Regions from separate parts of the Sus scrofa genome. Here region 2 is linked to region 1. Evidence: chromatin contacts called from public Hi-C data. All regions are on one chromosome and are shown on one strand. Each heading gives the region's core, a stretch centred on a gene start, on an enhancer-like site or on the middle of the called end of the contact. The rest is flanking DNA. Distances are from core to core; before and after follow the strand shown. Region 1 overlaps MTUS1 (microtubule-associated tumor suppressor 1). Region 2 holds the start of FGL1 (fibrinogen-like protein 1).

Region 1 (3,894 bases), core at 705-3,204:
CATCAGGTGAGGATATTGAGGCCAGGAGAGTATGTCCAACTTCAATGAGTTGGTAATAAAGCTAGGATGAGTCCAAGGTGGACGCCCTTCTCTACATCTCGCACTGTGCGTGTGCAAGGCTGGCCATGGAGCAAGGGAGAAAATGCTCCATTTCTTCAATTAATAACCTCTACCTGTTCTCTGGTTTTGTGCACAGAGCTTTGGTGTGTGCCCTTACCTCCACCTTACCATTTGCTTCTCAAAAATAAACAGGCTTAACGTGTTTTTGTGGCCAAACTGCTAGGAGAAGGAAGCCCTTGGACTTCACATTTGCTAATATGGCAAAATTACAAGCTCTCCTGAGACCTCCTTCTACACCCACACAAAGGTCCTCAAACCTTCAATTCTTTTCAAAAACTACAATGTATAACTTATTTTTATCAAATGATCTTAAAGACTGGACTTTAGCTACCTGAGTCTGGAAGAGCTTAGACCACTTAACCTCTAAAAATGAGTACATCTGAAATAGAAACTACTGTGCAATGTTCTGTGCTAATATCTAAAAAAAAAAAAAGAAAGAAAGAAAAGAAAAAATCAATACTGTTACTTTAAATTTTTCCAGACTTAAAAGAACACACACAAAGAACCTGCTGAAACCCCCAAGTAAGAAAATTGTATTGCCTTCGGTATCCTGATTTAGTCAATTTACAACTTGGTAATGATATTTCTATAGCATCCCTAAGTACGGACTGAGAACCAGATGCTAATTTTACAACAGCACTATGCAATCTCAGAAGTTCCTCAATGATTCCACTAACGGCACCACATCACAAAGAAAATGAATAGACGAAACAAGAAAACATTCTTTAAAAGGGTTCAAATGCTTACCCCAATATGAATCTACAACACTGATCAAAAGATTAAGGTGCTTCCTAACACGATCCACTATTACCGGAAATTGGAAAATTCAGCTCAAAATGATTTTTTCACGTTTTAAGGTAATCTTTAAAAAGTCTACATTTTAAATATTTTTAGACATACTATGAGTAAGATTATTTAAAATGTGATGTTTTCATCTTAATTCTGGGAAAGTATTTTTCTATGCTCACACAATGATTAGGTCGACACAAAAACTACCAGAAATTTAATCAGAAATGAGACCATTAACCAGTCCTTTATAAGGTAATTTCGTGTGCCAAGAACACCAACAATAGTGCTGAATTATATTTAGTCCGAGTCCCAAAACATATAAAACACACAATAAAATTGGTTCCATATAGAATCATTCACAACTTAAATATAAATATGTCTGAGAAATGCTACAATGAACAAATTACAAGCTAGGAAAATAGCAATCAAGAGGTGCTACATCAATTTATTGAATAAAATTTAAGCATGCTAAAAAAGAAAGAATCAAACCAGAAATCATCGACCTACTTCTTTTCCCAGTAAACGTGGCTAACAAAGGAACTATACAAAGGCTGTAGGATCCCAGAACCAGCAGTGTCAATAGGGTGGCATCATAGTGCCTCTCTGAGCCAGCCGGTGGGGTGAGTGTAGAATTGATAAATATTTTTGAAGAAGTATCCGTTTCTGTACAACTGCGAAATCCTCCTGGTATAGTCATTTAAAAGGATCAAAGCAAGCTTAAGCAAGGAAAGCTGCAGCCATGTTCACTCTCCTGTGCCTCATGCATCTCTCAGTGAATTCGAGGGGAGGGAAAAAAAAAAATCTCTAAGCTCCAAGGCACTGCACATTAGAGCTTAAACTAGCTGGCAAATCAGACTAAGAAAGAGACTCATTGATTTGAATGCTTAATCTGCTACAGGGACACAGAGCCACTGGCCAGGCTCTGTGGGTTTACGGGAAGCCCCTTTGTTAAAAGACAAAAAGGAGAGGACAAAAGCTTCCGACACCCTCCTCACAGTGTCAGAGTGTCAGACACAGGAACGGGGCTGGGCAACATGGCCGTAGCGGGGACGCCTCCTGCCCGGGTCCCCAATTCCCTACACACCCCTACAGCCCTCCAAGGGCACCTGCGTGCCTCTGTTGTGGCAGTTTCTTTTTGGCATTTCCCATTACAAACAGCAAAAGCTGCAAGTGAAATGACCTTAAGATAATGACTGTGTGAATGACCTTTTCAGATGCATCGCAAACCCGTCTGATCTTACGCCACAACTTCCAAATTTAAACGATATGCAGAGAATTGTCCCATTTAATTTCAAGTTGCATGTTTCAGGGCTCCGGGAGGTCCGGTACACAGCTACTTACTACTCTCGTAGGAGACCAGCCCACTGCTGCTAAGAGCCCTCTGGGGGACGTGGTCATTAATTCAGTCATGAATTCAGTGCCCTGCCCTCCACCAACACAGTCTAAATTGTGTCACATTCTGGCTGAGTGCCCTTTGGATCAGGGACAATCTCTCTGAGCCGCAATTACCACGCATATAAAATCAGGATAACAGAAGTTATTTGAGAGAAACTAAAGTGCTCCACACCCAGACACCCAGAAGGTTCAGTAACCATGCTCCACTTTGCCTCTGTCCCTCACCAGAAAGAAGAAATTGACACCCCCCCAAAGCAGAGAGAACGCCCCTCCCCCCCGCCACTCCCTCATAGCTCGCTTTATCGGCTATCCTACTTATCCACATAAATGTTTTCTTTCTCCTCAACTATCTTTTATATCCCATATCCCTCACAGCATCTACAGTGGTGCCTGGACACAGCAGAAACTCCAAAATTAGGTTAAATTAGTCAATCCATTGAATTATTTTGTAAAAAGCAATTAAAAAGGAAATGAACGAATCAATACTAAGACCTAATACATCTTTTGAAAGAAAGGAAAGACTCAATTCACCCATTTCATACACAGAAACAGAATTCACATGAACTGGAAGCTTTAAAAATATTTTCAGCTTGCGTTACTTAAAGCTAGGCTTGAAGTTGTAATATACTGTTCTTGTTACACTGAATCTAGCATGAAAGTATATGACTAGAAAAAAAAATATCTACAAAATATAGCCTTTTACAAAGTAAAATGAAACTGAAGTTATCTTTTAAAAAAACTTCCAGTTATGTTCCAAAAGCCCCTAGATTGCTTTCTTTCCTTAAATAAGCCCAAACCACCATCACTGCAAATGGTACAGTTTAGAATCCTTGAAGAAAAAAATACCAGTTGCCTTCAACACATAAATATTTCAGTGTCGGGGAGTTCTGTCGTGGCGCAGTGGAAACAAATCCGACTAGGAAACATGAGGTTGCAGGTTCCTTCCCTGGCCTCGACCAGTGAGTTAAGGATCCTGTGTTGCCGTGAGCTGTGGTATACGTTGCAGACACGGCTCGGATCCCAAGTTGCTGTTGCTGTGGCTGTGGCATAGGCCGGTGGCTACAGCTCTGATCAGACGTCTAGCCTGGGAACCTCCATATGCTGCAGGTGCAGCTCTAAAAAGACAAAAAAATAAAAATAAAAAAAAATATTTCAGTGTCTCACAGCACGTTCATCAAAAGAGAATGCCACTGAATGAATTTTTCATGCCAAATTTATAGAGAAATTCCGAGGGAGAAGCAGGATTTATATTTTTGCCTAAATCACAAATCAAGAATTCTGATAGGAGTCCCCTTTGTGGCGTAGTGGAAATGAATCCAACTAGGAACCATGAGGTTGCAGGTTCGATCCCTGGCCTTGCTCAGTGGGTTAACAGGATCTGGCATTGCCATGAGCTATGGCGTAGGGCACGGACGAGGCTCGGATCCCATGTTGCTGTGGCTGTGGTGTAGGCCAGCAGCTGTAGCTCTGATTTGACCCCTAGCCTAGAAACCTCCATATTCTTGGGTGTGGCCCTAAAAAAAAAAAAAAAAAAAATTCTGATAATTTGCAGTGCAATAAAGTTGTCTTATAACTATAGTTTCAACAACC
Region 2 (3,894 bases), core at 733-3,232, 180 kb after region 1:
TGATCCTTAAACCACTGAGTGAGGCCAGGGATCGAAGCCGCAATCTCATGGTTCCTAGTTGGATTTGTTTCCACTGAGCCAGGACGGGAACTCCTCCCGTGCATTTTCTTAATCAAAAAATCCCTCCAAGGAGTCAGTAGACCTCAGTTTAGACCTGGCCTCTTTCACTAGGAGCTGTCAGAACTTTGGTGATTTATTTAATCTATCATTGGTAAAATGAACTGATGCAGAACCAATCTCTTCAGGATAGTTGTGAGAATTAAGAAAGTCACAATAGGAGTTCCCATCGTGGCGCAGTGGTTAACGAATCCGACTAGGAACCATGAGGTTGCGGGTTCGATCCCTGCCCTTGCTCAGTGGGTTAACGATCCGGTGTTGCCGTGAGCTGTGGTGTAGGTCGCAGACGCGGCTCGGATCCCGCGTTGCTGTGGCTCTGGCGTAGACTGGCCCCTAGCCTAGGAACCTCCATATGCCGAGGGAGAGGCCCAAGAAATGGCAAAAAGACAAAAAAATAAATAAATAAAAAATTAAGGGCAAAAGTAAACCATTAAAAAAAAATAAAAAGAAAATCACAATAGATGAAATGCTTAGTACAAAATAAACACTATTTTTAAAAAAATCCTTCCAAGGTAAGAATATTATTAGTTTCTCCTCATTTCATAGATGAGGCAAATTGAAGCTCAGAAAGGTTAAGTAACTTATCCAAGATCTTAGAGCACGGTGGAATTACAATGAGGCCTAAGGCACGGTGGACTACAGTAAATACAATCCATTAGCTGCTCTGTGCTCTGAGTTTTCTTACAAAACAGAATTGATTTATATCATATCCTATTTCTTCATCATTCACTAAAATATTTGCTTTTAAAGGGCATGGACTATGCTTTTGTTACCTAAGTAATTAGCACTATTAGACATACAGAAAGTATTTTAAAATGTACCTCAGGGAGTTCCCTAGTAGTCTAGTGGTTAGGACTTAGTGCTTTCACCACTATGGCATGGATTCAGTCCTTGGTCTGGGAACTGAGATCCCATGTCAAGCCACTACACACTCTGGCCAAAAAAAAGTATGACAAATAAACAGTGTCAAAGATCACTGTACTGGAATGGAACCTGGATTCAGCTGCAAATTACAGCAGCAGGAAGGGTTTTATCTGAATTATGTACTGAGATGCAGTTCTATTAACTGCTTTTGTGAAAAAATTTCTATTGGTAACAGAACAATTTGCTGTTGGAACCCAGATGCCATTCTTCATTCTTCCTATTCTTATTTTGCGTAAAACAAAATTATCCCACAATTACAAACGGTCTTAAAAAAACAATGTCCTTGCATGCAAGAAAAATTGACTAGCATTTCAAAATTTTCAGATAGCCACACAGGCGTTGTCACTTGACCATATTTTTGGGGTTTGTAATGAAGTAGGACCCTGTGGGGCCTTGGGGGCACGTCTTTCCCCCCATATCCTCTGCTTTAGCTCCTCTCTGAAGTACCTAGATAACAGTATCTGATGCACATTTTCAGAGTTGTTTTACAGATGTGAAAACCTCCCACAAAACGCACGATGTTAACTACTTGATGACAATGAGCCCATGGCCCTCTAGCCTCCTGGAGCCTAAGGATTGATGTCAACCCGGAAGACACCACGCTGTTACTTCACCTTCAACCAGAGAGCTGTGCAGGAGCTGAACACACACCCTGCAACTCCCTTCCCTTACCTGGCTTTTAAAAATGCTTTGCCAAAACTCTTTACAGAGTTCCATGTTTTAGCAGCACGAGCCACCCTTCTCTTTGCATGGCCCTAAAATTAACTTTTCTCTGCTCCAAAATGATTTCTCTGTTTGACTTCACTATGCTTCCCGCGAACAAATTTGCATTCCCTAGCATTTTAAGGGAGAATGTGTAAATAAACTAACCTTAAAAGTGTCGCTGCTGAGAGAAGAATAAAAAAAGAATTCAAAGACCATAGTCTTAGAGAAAACTTCTGGATACTAAATTTTGATGAAGGTCAGCTGGTTCTTCAAAGGAAAAAGTAGGGCATTAATCCAAGGCGGTGTTAATTATTAACATGTGTGACTCTATCCTTGACCAGCTGTATGATGTTCCTCCAATTAACTCATGGGATTTTCCTCACGTGTAAACTTAGGACCAGATTGCACGGGCGCTTTTGTTTTCAACCTTCCTGTGAGGAAGCTCTTGGTGGACAGGGAACAGGAGAGCGATGCCCAGCTTTAGTCTTTAGTCTTTCCTTTCCAGCAAGCACAACCCGGAGCTGGAAGCCCCACGGAAACCACTACGCGCCTCCGCGCATTTCCCAGCTGCCTGAGGCGGAAGTCAACCCACTTCCGTCAGGGCCTCCAGCCCCTGGCAGGGCGATCGGCGCCCGAAGCGCACAGCATGTTGGGACTTGTAGTCATTTCTTTCGGGCGGCTGAGCGGGCGCGTATAACCTCAGGTTGACCTGGCATTCTGGGATATGTAGTCTCCAGTGGCTCGTTTGTGCAATAGGCACCGCTGCCAGAGGTGACACCATAGACTCCAGCGGATCACATGACTCCAGTCTAGAGCGTGGATCACACTGTAGCTCCCGCCCGGGCGAGTTTCGCCCCCGCGCGGCCGTTGCCGCGGAGACGGCGCATGTCTCCCCTCCCGTTGCCCCTCTGCAGTCCCCCCGCCCCTCTTCTCCCACCACAATGAGATCCTAAGATGGCGGTGGCTGCGGCGGTTGGCGCCGAGTAGCTGAAGTAGAAGAGGCGGCCATTGGGCCCTGAGCAGCCAGGGAACTTGGGGACTCTCCCTGGCTCGGACTCGAAGGGAAGACCGCTGCCGGTGGCGGGGCGTGGGAGCGACCGCTCCTCCGCTCTTGGCAGGAGCTTGTGCTTCGTTTACAGGTAATGCCTGCGCGTCCTCAGCCCTTGGCAACCGAGGGTAGCGCGGCTCTGGGCGGGAGAGCGACGGCCCTGACACGCTTGACCCTGGAGGGCCTGGGTCTGGGCTCCTGGGTCCTCTTGCTTCCAGTCTGCTGGGCAGGCAGCCCGCCCCTACTCCGGACGGACCGACGCAATCTCGGGGTACGCTTCTGGAGACGCAGTGGCGTTTTCGGAACTCCCTTCTAGCCTCCCCGCCCCTCTCTCTTTCTTGCCCGCGGAGGAGGCCGCCCTGCGCCTCGGGAGTTCCAGGAATGTCCGTTGCGAGGGGAGGAAACGGAGTAGGGGGCTGCGGTTTGATTGCCAGGGGCGGGGAGTCTAGTTTTTCATAGCCAGGGGCCTTCATCACTGCGCTTCTGCTCTCCCCTCTTCCCCCTAGATTCCATTCTGTGGGGCTCTGGATGTCCAGAATTTGGGGTGGCGAAGGGCGGATGAGGAGCGACGCGATTTGGGGGTTGGGCTGTGAGCAGCGGCGTTTTTGCTGTCTCGGGTGTTCTTGGAGCGGAAGGGCCGGGGGAGGCGTTCCTGAGTTTGGCCAAGAGGGGTTTTATGCTGGCGACGGGAATGTTAAATTTCCTAGCTCTTCCCTCCCCCCGCCATCCCTGACTGCAGGTCAGTTCGGATCGGCCCAGAGAGGGGAAAACTAAATGCCAAGTGGGATTTGGGGAACGTTGCTAGCTTTGCAGAAACTGACGTTTGGGAATTAGGTGGAAAGTCCTGCTTGGGAGGTGGACCGGCCGAATTTTTAATCCCGCCGCCCGCGCCTCAATTTCGTCACGATCGCCATGTCTGGATTTTTTTTTTTTTTTTTTTGGACCGATTCGAGGTCTGTCTGTGTCTTGGGTTCTGTGGGTGACGGATCGTGTTTTGGCGTCAGAAGAAGCGGGCTTTCTGAGTGCCCCTTCCACCCCCGCCCCATAACTACCTTCCAGACTCCGCCTTCTGGTATTCTCTGGTTACTGGAGTGGGTGTT

The links. Hi-C and Micro-C count contacts between places; a contact is called where the count stands out from the background.
Region 2: a contact with region 1 is called in a Hi-C map of liver, with 5 times the contacts expected there. The contact joins the promoter of FGL1 here to the enhancer-like site in region 1. A contact is called at or near these places in 31 of 47 Hi-C or Micro-C datasets (adipocytes, adipose tissue, alveolar macrophages and 17 more) and 2 of 2 datasets of contacts at active chromatin or transcription factors (alveolar macrophages and skeletal muscle).

What each region holds. Positions count from the first base shown.
Region 1 is chr17:5,416,562-5,420,455 of Sscrofa11.1, forward strand. All of the region lies in intron 3 of MTUS1 (microtubule-associated tumor suppressor 1), which reads right to left. Among named protein-coding and RNA genes, the nearest start is that of MTUS1, 89 kb to the right of the region's middle. Within about 2 kb of position 1,955, at least 25 of the 83 cell types and tissues checked have an H3K27ac peak or open chromatin away from gene starts, as enhancers often do. A contact at or near this core is called in adipose tissue, brain, liver and 1 more, where this site is marked.
Region 2 is chr17:5,594,452-5,598,345 of Sscrofa11.1, forward strand. It overlaps FGL1 (fibrinogen-like protein 1), which reads right to left and starts at 1,983. Exons shown (of 8, transcript XM_021077952.1): 1 at 1,912-1,983. PCM1 (pericentriolar material 1 protein) reads left to right here and starts at 2,548. Exons shown (of 41, transcript XM_021077917.1): 1 at 2,548-2,885.